2 separate regions of the Danio rerio genome follow, and region 1 is linked to region 2. Evidence: chromatin contacts called from public HiChIP or PLAC-seq data. All regions are on one chromosome and are shown on one strand. The core of a region is the stretch at or near the end of the contact, and the rest is flanking DNA. Distances in the headings are between cores, read along the strand shown.

Region 1 (5,038 bases), core at 2,375-4,874, 71 kb before region 2:
CCTGAACCATGCAAGCCAGTGGTGACAGCGGCAGGAAAAAAACCTTCACAAATTAATCTAGTTTTTGGCAAAAGTGAAGAAAAAACCTTGAGAGAAACCAGACTCAGTTAAGCACGACCATTTCCATTTCTCCGCTGGCCGAACATCTTGTGCAGAGCTGCAGTCTCAGCGGCGGTGGCTGGAAGCTGACCTGAAGCAAATCCATCGATGCGTAGCTCTACAGATCCTGAACCATGCAAGCCAGTGGCGACAGCCGCGAGGAAAAAAAACGTCACCAATTGGTGAGAGTGAAGAAAAAAAACATTAGTTAGTTAATAACAATTAAATAACACAGAGGTACTGAAAGAGCACAGTTTATAGTTCAGATATTAACACTGATGTTAATGGTAAAGACTAAAATCACCGTTTAATGAATCTTGATGCTGGTGAATGTTGTAGCAATTACATTGTGTAACCAATAGGTGGTGACAAACAACCATCAAAATTACGTCACTGAATAGGTTTTCAGAAATCATCCACCTATAACGAAACATGAAGTTTATTTTGTGCATTGTTGAATTGTTAATTAAAAGCATTATGATTTGTTGTAATGTTAGATTTCTATATTAAGCATTATCAGCAGCAGTAGCAAACATCATTTTTCGTATTGAATATTTTCCTTTTTTTTTTTTTTTTACAGCTGGTTCATTCTTTATTTTTTAAAATGACAGGTTCTAAGTTCTGTTTGTTAAAAGCAATGCTTTTTGCTTAAATACTTTTGTATAAATGGAAAGCAAATGACATTTGTCTCCTCCTTTTTTGCTGATCCTAAAATGGTCTGATCCGTGACTCAAAAATCGTAGTGTGATTCGAACCGTGAGATTTGTGATCTGTTACACCACTAGTATTTATTGAGGATGCCCTGTAAAAGTCTATTTAAGTATATTTAGTCTTTTTTCATGCTTTTTTCTATGTTTTCCTGCAGCTGTTTGTTTCTGAGAGCAAAAATACATCCTCGCGTGATGTTGACAACTTTTTCAACTTTGCTGACATGCAGATGGGCCTGTGAAACTGGGGCAGAGGGTCAGCTCAATTTAACGTGGGTTCAAATTTTCTTGGTTTTGTCAATTTTGATACAGTATAATGAAATTACATCATATGTGATGCCACTGAGACCATTTAATGGGTTAAAACCACTATTCACTTTTTTTTCCTCCAGAAAAAAAACAGAAAATTGTTCTAGGGTGGATCTGACAATTTGACATTTTCATGTTGATTATATTGACATATTGTCAGCGAGTTTATTTGGATCCAATCAAGAAGGCAAGTGCCTTTAGATAGAGTACTAGAACTAAAGTCTAATCAAACATTGCTGTGGACAATTTCATCGCTTATGCTGAAAATAATGAATTTGATTATATAGATATTTATTGAATTTCCTTTTTTTTCATAAATGTATAGCTGGAAATTGTTTTACTCTGTCTTGGCTGTATACAGTACGTCTCCTTTACTTAGTGTATAGTCATCATGCCTGTGTATATTTGTTAGATGTAAAAACAATATTGTTCAGATTTTGTCACATGCCTAAAAACATGAATTGTATTGAATTAGATTTTTTTATATGACCGATATAAATGTATTTTATTTTACAGTTAGCATAGCTTTTTATTTGTATGTTTTTTTCAGTATTGTCTTGTTTTTCAAATGACATCTGTTTTTATTGTATAAGTTTTTACAGTAGCACTGTTCTGAAAAGAATGTAAATGCTGAAACTGATAGGTCGAATGTACTACTAAACAGGAGCATTAATCGTCTCCTTTACATTGTTCTATTTTTCTAGGATCATTTTAAAGAGCACAACAACTTTTCTGTGACCAGAATCATTTGTACACTTCAAAAGAAAAAATAGTGATTTTTTTTTTTTTCTTCTAAATGTTCCTATTTGTACAAGACAGTTTTTTAGGGATGAATAATAACTGTGATTTGTCAATACAATCATACTGATCGAAAGTTGTCTCATCTTTTTTCCACATGCAAATAAGCACAACACTAAATGTGAATGTATTACGACAAATGCCAACTAGTGAATAGTTTTGTTAGTTGAGTACATATTTGCTCAGAGAAAGAGATTGTGAGTAACTGTAAGTGGTGTTGTGAAATGTTGTGGTTCTGAATTTTGACCGCATTGCTTTTATAATAATTTCTTTAATAATAATCTCTTTCTGTCAGTAAAAAGTATTCAAATATCATGTTTAAAAAAAACAAAAAGAGTTAGAGTAGTTGTCTGATTTGTTGAGCACAAAAAAGTTGTATTTTCTTCAGGGGTCCAATATAAACATCAGGGGACAGGTTGAAATTAATAGTTTAATTCTGGTAGGACAGATTTTTACCTTGCTGGTTATAAAAGAATCTTAAAAATGCACAATATTAATCATTAAATCAGTTTTCTACCGTGCTAAAAACAAGAAGTGTTATGTTATATAAAGCTATGTGTATAATACATTTATTTTAGTAAATTCCATGGAATGTTTGCTTTGGTATATATTGCAAAATGAGTCAAAATGAGATGCATTAAATGCGTTTCAAACCAATTTTGTGATTTATGTGATATAAAAAATATAGGTGAAATAATGTATTTAAATGTATTCAAATTATTTTTATTCTAAATATGACTGACAAGTTTGTTTGGTAGAAAAATATTTTCTTTTCTTTAAGTAGGTTTCTTTGGTGAATGACAGTTCACCAATGTAGCGTTGTATTATACACTATATATATATATATATATATATATATATATATATATATATATATATATATATATATATTTTACCCATATACTCATGACAGCTTTTATTTGGCCTACCATCTCATCTGAAAAGAGAATGATGAGGAGCATTGAAGAGAATATTTTTTACAGAGATTGTCATTTTAAATTTAAAGTAATCTTTTTGTCTGTTTTATAGCAATTTAAAATTAAGCATTTAAATTAAATGTTGACAAGGAATCAGGTTTATAATAATGTAAATACTGTCTCTTGTTGAATAGAGGACAATGCACATTGTGGGCAAATTGATGCAAAAGCTTGACTTGTGTTGTTATTTGCCATTGAACTCCATTGTGTAATCAATGGAATTGTTTTTACTGTAATACGTTCATTATATTTATATATATTATCTTTTAAATTATACTGCATTAGTTAATATAAAGCAATGTTTTCTATTTATATATATATATATATATATATATATATATATATATATATATATATATATATATATATATATATATATATTAGGAATATAAATTAGGAAAATACCCATGTTGACCTTAACTGTTTGCTATATTTATCTTCTGCCCACAGCCCTCAATCAAGTATAGTTTTGGGCCCTTTATGAGAAAAAGTGCTGTATTATATCGTAATAAATACTAATTTAGCTAAAATACTGTGACTTTAATCTAAATTCTAACGTTACCTCCATCACAGCACTGTAAGGGGACATTTAACTACCCCTGAAAAGAAATCTGCTTCCCCTGGCTGGGCAAGCAGTGGGGCCGTGAACGGGGCGGGCTCTAGGACCCAGCGTTTGGGTAGTACAATAGAGCTGTTGTGTCGTGGTGAAGAGGGTGATTTCTGCTTTTGGGATATTGACAGTGGGACAGAAACCAGAAAAATACGGAAAACACCGGTATTTACTGCACCTCAGCGCTGCTGACTTGAAGACAGCCTTGCGGAGTCTATCGGCGCTCACGATCGTCCTGAAGCACAGCATTTTTGGATGTTAGGTAAGGGTGCATCTCGAACAATACTGCTCGTGTCTTCACACAGGGCTCAGTGTGCCAGTTCTCCAGGCTGAGGGGCCTGCTGCCTCCTACCATTCCTCCGAGAAGCGTTTTACGTCCTCATTATTCAACTAGGACAGTGTTGGTATCAGCGATATAATTATGTTTAGGTTAAACATTGCGAACGCGCACTGAACGCGGTTATATACGCACAGTCAGTGGTAATATGTCAGCACAGAGGGGATTGTAGTGACTGGAGAGGGTTCGTCATGTAGGGCGGCTCGAGTTTGGCGCCAAGGCCGTCAGGAACCCTCGCGTGTTCAGCAATGGAGGCCAGCAGCGGTTCATGCTCACACATGGGCACAGTGCTGCTGTTTGTGAGACAGCTAAGCGCTTCTGTTTACCATCCGGTTCTTTATTTAACGTTAACTGTGTGAACTTCTAGAGTTGATCTGTGCATTCAGCACGAGTAACGTTATAAACCTGAACCTTAGTTTAAGAAAATTAAAAGTGGACATATTTCTCCTCGTTGCATCATGCTTTGGGTTTACAAACAGGCGACGTGATGTTTAAATTGTTTTCTTTTGCATGGTGTTTATTAAAGGTGCATAGTTTTGCTTATTCGCTAAAATGCGTCGCTTTTCGTTCTGCATATGGATCTTGTAATGAAGCAACTTTGTTTTTAAAGCATTGCATAATGTTTTTGTCTTTAATGTTCGGTAAAGTAGCGAAATGTGTGATTTAACTGATAAAAATGAGTATGATAATGGAGTGTACTTTGTAAAATGTAATTATAGATGACAAAACATGCATTAACCCTGACGGTGGTAGGCGCACGGTGCATTAGAAAGTTTGGAACGGAAGTGTAGTTGTTGGAATTCGGGAATGCCCTCCTTGAGCTTCCGTTCCCCCCACTGCTTCCCGCGAAATCCCTGACCGCAGGCTTAAACGTGTGTGCTACTCGTCGAGCGTTTTTTCAGCATTATAAATGGACATTAACTAGGTAACATTTTTATTAATAAACATGCAAATGTAAATAATGCTTTGAAAATACAAAGAAGGTGTCGGAGGCGCGTTTGATTCAGTGAGTCGAGTCGTTTGATTCATTTGAAAAAAGAATTGTTCAGTGACTCTAGGTGCCATCATGAACAAGCTCCTTAAACTCGCATATTTAGAATAATTCTGTTAAGTTTTTAGTAATTTATATTTGATTGTAGAAATAAAAGAACACACATATAAATGAATTTTACTCTCCTTCACTCCAAGAATAAATGTTATT
Region 2 (5,039 bases), core at 57-2,556:
AATGTACTGGTTTTTACTTCTTAAAATGCTTGGGACTCCTGTTTAAATTGAACATTTCAGCAGTTTGTTCTCTAAATACTCACTTCTGATGAAGGTGAAAGACGTTCCACGTTCACAAAGACAGCTGTGACCCCAGGAGTAGCTCTAATCTTCTCTAGAAATATACTGAAGTCAGTTTGTGTCTAGTTAACTTTTTACAATTCTAAACCAGCACTACACATACCTGTAAGCATCTGAAAGTTTCCTTTCCCGAAAATTCTTTTCTTCTCCGGCGTCTTGGTGGAGAGGATGAGCTTATCAACAACACTCCACTTGTGTAAAGTTTTCACCAGGCCAACAGCCTCTTCCATCTGAAGTGCCGCTGTTTTAAAGAGCAACTATGCATTATGTAGTGTGACTGAGGTAAAGTTGGTTTTACATACACACATTCAGACCTTCTCCTTAATAAATTCATTTCAGAAAAGCATTCTTTGCCAATGTAAAAAGTGAAATGATATCAGCATCCAATGACTATTAGAGAACTACGTTGTTTACAGTAAAAAAATAATAAAAATATTATTTTCAAGTTATAATTAAATGTGTTGTTACAACCGAACATTTAAAGTACTATAGTAAACAATATAGGGGGCATGTCAGTCACAAGTTGCCACTGAACGAATGTGCAAATATACAACCAACTTTAACTCAATTGTAGTGTGACACATTTTAAAATGGTAAAACAAGACTAATTTACCTGTGGTCAGATATTGCTTTCTGCTCCCCCATTTTACATCTGGGTGAACAATGAAGACCCTGTGGTCTTCTTTACCAATACCAGAGGGGATTTGCTCCTGAAACAGCTTCTCTATTTCTGCGTCATCAATTTCATCTTCCTCTACATTATTGTCATCTGTGTTGTCATATTTGAACATGCGAGCTGTCAAAGACAAAGTCCTTGCAGGCAGAACTGGAACCACAAGCCCAGGCTTTAAACTTTGGGATGGTAATGTGTTTACAATTAATTTTGAGGCACACTGAGGAAATCTGACTACTTCACATTTAGCAAATCTCACGTATGACCTGCTCAGAACATGTTTGCATAAAAACACATGTCTGGTCAAGACACTGATTTTGTTCAGATTCATTTTTTTCAGGTTTATGTTACAAAATAATAAACAGCCAAATCATTGAACGTTACCTTTACATTGAACGCTAAACGCACATAAAGCAAAATATTCCAGAAAGCAATTTGTTTGACTTAACTAACACACTAATGATGAGTTTCCGTGTGCATGTTTTGATCCATCTTCTTCTCTTGTGTTAAACTGAGGCGTTTAACTCAACTGCGCCGCCTGTGAAATAGGATAATACTACATAATCTTAGTTTTTCTCTTTTAAATACACATTTATATAAACGTCATGTATTTTATAAATATATTAATAAATGTAAGTGTTTATAGTTTGTTGAATAGTTACACACAACCCTTCCTAACGACAGCAAAAATATGAAAACAGGACTTATATTTTGGAATCCAATCGAGGACTTTTAATTTGACTGGTAGTAGTAAGGGTCCTGCATGATACTTCTGCACAACTTACTGTTCAGAACAGTATAACAATGTCTGGTATCGTTAAGGCAATGTCGAGTGAGTATAAATATATTTTTGGTATACACATTTGCTCAGTGTTTGAATTATGTTATATCATATTTTTATTTGGTGACTATATGAATATGCGTCATTTTACTTTACATTGTGAAAGTTTTGGGCTTCTTCAATGTACAAATATGATTTTGTTTACGTTTTGACTAAAATTATCTATTAAATAACAGATATTTAAAAGGCATTTTGTGGTTCACATGGTGTTTTCTGTTCATTTAAGGTTTTGAACTGCGTTATACGGCAGTTTTATCTCAGCTCTGTCGACTTTTGATGTTGAAAATTCAACTTTTATGACTTTAATTTGCATTTTAGTAGTTTGAGACAAAATATTGTTTAGGAAATAATCTAGAGAGAATGAAGTCTGTAAAATAACTTGTATAAAACAAAGCACTGGCAGTTTATTACTAGGTTTTTGTGCAGTAATTTACAATACAAACACAGGGAATAAATCAAATATCACTTCAAGCTATTAAAAATGTCAACAAAAGTCCGTTTTCAAACTTCTCAACATTATTTTGCTTACTGCAGAGGAAAGAGATCGCATATTGCAATCGAAAAACATAAATAAGTAAAAAAAAACATGAATTGCTAAATATGAAAAATACTAATTTACAGATTTTTTTTTCTTTTTTTACTGTGAAGCCCTATTTCGTATAAACAACGTTTTTACTTAGCCTTCAACTTTAAAGAAATCAAAACTTCAATAAAGCTGGTGTATTTCATTTGACAAATGTGCAAAACTCCCAAAACAAAATCCTTCGGATGAGACTGCTGGTTTGAAGTTGAAGTTGTGAGTTGTGAATCATTGATCTTGCAGTGGCTAATAAACAAACTATTGATCTTCTGCCCTCTAGAGTTTCGACTGGCTGTGGTGCAGTTGCATGTGTCAAAGATTAAAGCAGACAATTTAGGAAGAGCACAAACACTTGTGACGGAGGCTGCAGGACAAGGTGCAAAAGTTGTTGTTTTACCAGTGAGTATTACATCCTTGGGTTATATATTATTCACCAGTATTGTATGAAGTGTTTGGTACATTGTAATTAGTTTATGTAAAACATTTCATTATACATTATCCATGTTTATTTATAGGAGTGCTTCAACTCGCCTTATGGAACTGGGTTTTTTAAAGAGTATGCTGAGAAAATTCCTGGAGAGTCCACGCAGGTGTTGTCAGAGACCGCCAAAAAGTGTGGGATCTATTTAGTTGGTGGTAAGACCCTATGACACAAGCCAGCACATTAGACTTGTTCATGCCAGTCATTCATCATGTGTCCGGGATTTTCTGTACCACACATGATTTTTCTATTAATTTCCATGCCACTGATGTGATTTTTCCATATTGTAGGTTCCATTCCAGAGGAGGATGGAGGGAAGCTCTACAACACCTGCTCGGTTTTTGGACCTGATGGAAAGCTGCTTGTCACACACAGAAAAGTGAGTTGAGACATATATTCATTCCTTCATTTTCCTTCATTTTCCTTCATTTTCCTTTGGCTCAGTCCCTTTATTAATCTGAGGTCACCACAGTGGAATGAACTGCCAACTTATCCAGCATGTGTTTTAGGCAGTGGAACCTAGAAGTGGGAAACACCCATTCACTCACATTCACACACATGCACGACGGCCACAGAAATGTCAACTGACCCCGCCAGGGCTTGAACCAGTGACCTTCCTGCTGTGTGGCGAGAGCGCTGCTCACTGGGCCATTGTGATGCCTGAGACATTTATATTGTTGCAAAATTAAAGTGAAAATTGAAGTTAAAGTAATGATGTGACCAAGAATGTCGGCCCATACTCAGAATTTGTGCTCCATGCACATACATCAGTGAATATACTGTTACTGTGAACACACACCCGGAGTATTGTGTATTGTGTATTACAGAACTTTTGCTTCAAATAGATTCTGTTATTTTGATTAACTGAACTAATTGAATTTCATTTTTATCATCAAAGAATCTTGGAAAAAAATGTGTTTCCACAAAAATATTAAGCACATAGCTGTTCTCAACATTGATACGATTTTTTTTCTTGAGGACCAAATCAGGATATTAGAATGATTTCTGAAGGACCTTGTGACACTGAAGCCATATCACCCTGCTGTCCAAGACCAGTTACTCACTGAAGCTAAGCAGGGCTCAGCCTGGTCAGTACCTGGATAGGAGACCACATGAAAAAGCTAGGTTGCTGTTAGAAGTTGTGTTATCGAGGCCAGCAGATGTACTCAATCTGCAGTCTGTGTGGGTCCTAATTCCCCAGTAAAGTGAAGGGGACACTATACTGTCAGTGAGCACGGTCTTTCAGATGAGACGTTAAACCAAGGTCCTGACTTTCTGTGGTCATTAAAAATCCCATGGCTCTGCTCGTAAGGAATAGGGGTGTAACCCCCGGTGTCCTGGCCAAATTCTCTCCATCTGCCCTTAATCGTTATGGTTATCATCCCCATCCACTGAATTGGCTCCATCACTGTCTCTCCACTCCACCTATGGCTGTTGTGTGGTGAGTGCACTGGCGTCGTTGTCCCGTGGCTGCCATTGCGTCATCCAAGTGGATGCTGCACACTGGTGGTTTGGAGAGACCCCCCTCATGATTATGAAACACTTTGGGTGTATGACCATACACAATAAATGTGCTTTATATATTTATGTATAATAAATACACATTACATTACATAAAGATTGGAGTTATAATGCTGAAATTTCAGCTGTAAAAGGAATTAAAAAACATCATTATATATTAAAATGTAGAACATTTCATTAATATAATGATCATATTTCACAATAATAAATTAAACAATATCATATCTTTTCATCATTATCTTTAGGTTACAGTATGGCTGTAAAAACAATTGTGGAATATTCATGCACTTTATCCTAATTTTTATTCAGATTCATCTCTTTGATATCGACGTACCAGGAAAAATACGATTTCAGGAGTCTGAAACACTAAGTCCAGGCAAAAGTTTATCTATGTTTGAGACCCGTAAGTGTGTATTTGGAACTACAGTATAATACATTTTGGCAAAAATTATAGATTTATTAATTGTTTGTAGAATTTTCTGCATGCTTATTTAAACTTTTACATTCTCACAGTTATAAAACATGAAAAATGTAATAATAAAAACATCACAGTCATAACTACTGTACACCTATTTAATGTCAACATTAAGTAATTTATCAAAAGCAATAAGAACATGATTATTAAATGATTGACATAAATTTTGCCTTTTATACCCTGTGCATTCTTCTTGTCTGTCTTTACAGCATATTGTAAAGTAGGTGTGGGAATTTGTTATGACATCCGGTTTGCAGAGCTTGCACAAATCTATGCTAAGAAAGGTGAAAATCATTACACACCAAAAAAAAAAAAAAAAGAAAAAATGTGTGTATATATATATATATA

What was found. HiChIP or PLAC-seq counts read pairs in DNA pulled down with a chosen protein or histone mark.
Region 1: a contact with region 2 is called in an H3K4me3 HiChIP or PLAC-seq map of gastrula embryo, with 2.3 times the contacts expected there. The contact joins the promoter of jade3 here to the promoter of gtpbp6 in region 2. A contact is called at or near these places in 2 of 4 datasets of contacts at active chromatin or transcription factors (embryo and gastrula embryo).

What each region holds. Positions count from the first base shown.
Region 1 is chr6:40,069,730-40,074,767 of GRCz12tu, reverse strand. jade3 (jade family PHD finger 3) reads left to right here and starts at 3,624. Exons shown (of 12, transcript NM_201652.2): 1 at 3,624-3,762. It overlaps rp2 (RP2 activator of ARL3 GTPase), which reads left to right. Exons shown (of 6, transcript NM_213446.1): 5 at 965-1,078; 6 at 1,199-1,878. The coding sequence ends at 1,048.
Region 2 is chr6:39,996,181-40,001,219 of GRCz12tu, reverse strand. It overlaps gtpbp6 (GTP binding protein 6 (putative)), which reads right to left and starts at 1,306. Exons shown (of 9, transcript XM_073954341.1): 1 at 734-1,306; 2 at 224-361; 3 at 84-154. The coding sequence starts at 1,124. It overlaps nit2 (nitrilase family, member 2), which reads left to right and starts at 1,521. Exons shown (of 10, transcript NM_205611.3): 1 at 1,521-1,625; 2 at 2,495-2,613; 3 at 2,730-2,850; 4 at 2,986-3,074; 5 at 4,526-4,619; 6 at 4,901-4,975. The coding sequence starts at 1,598.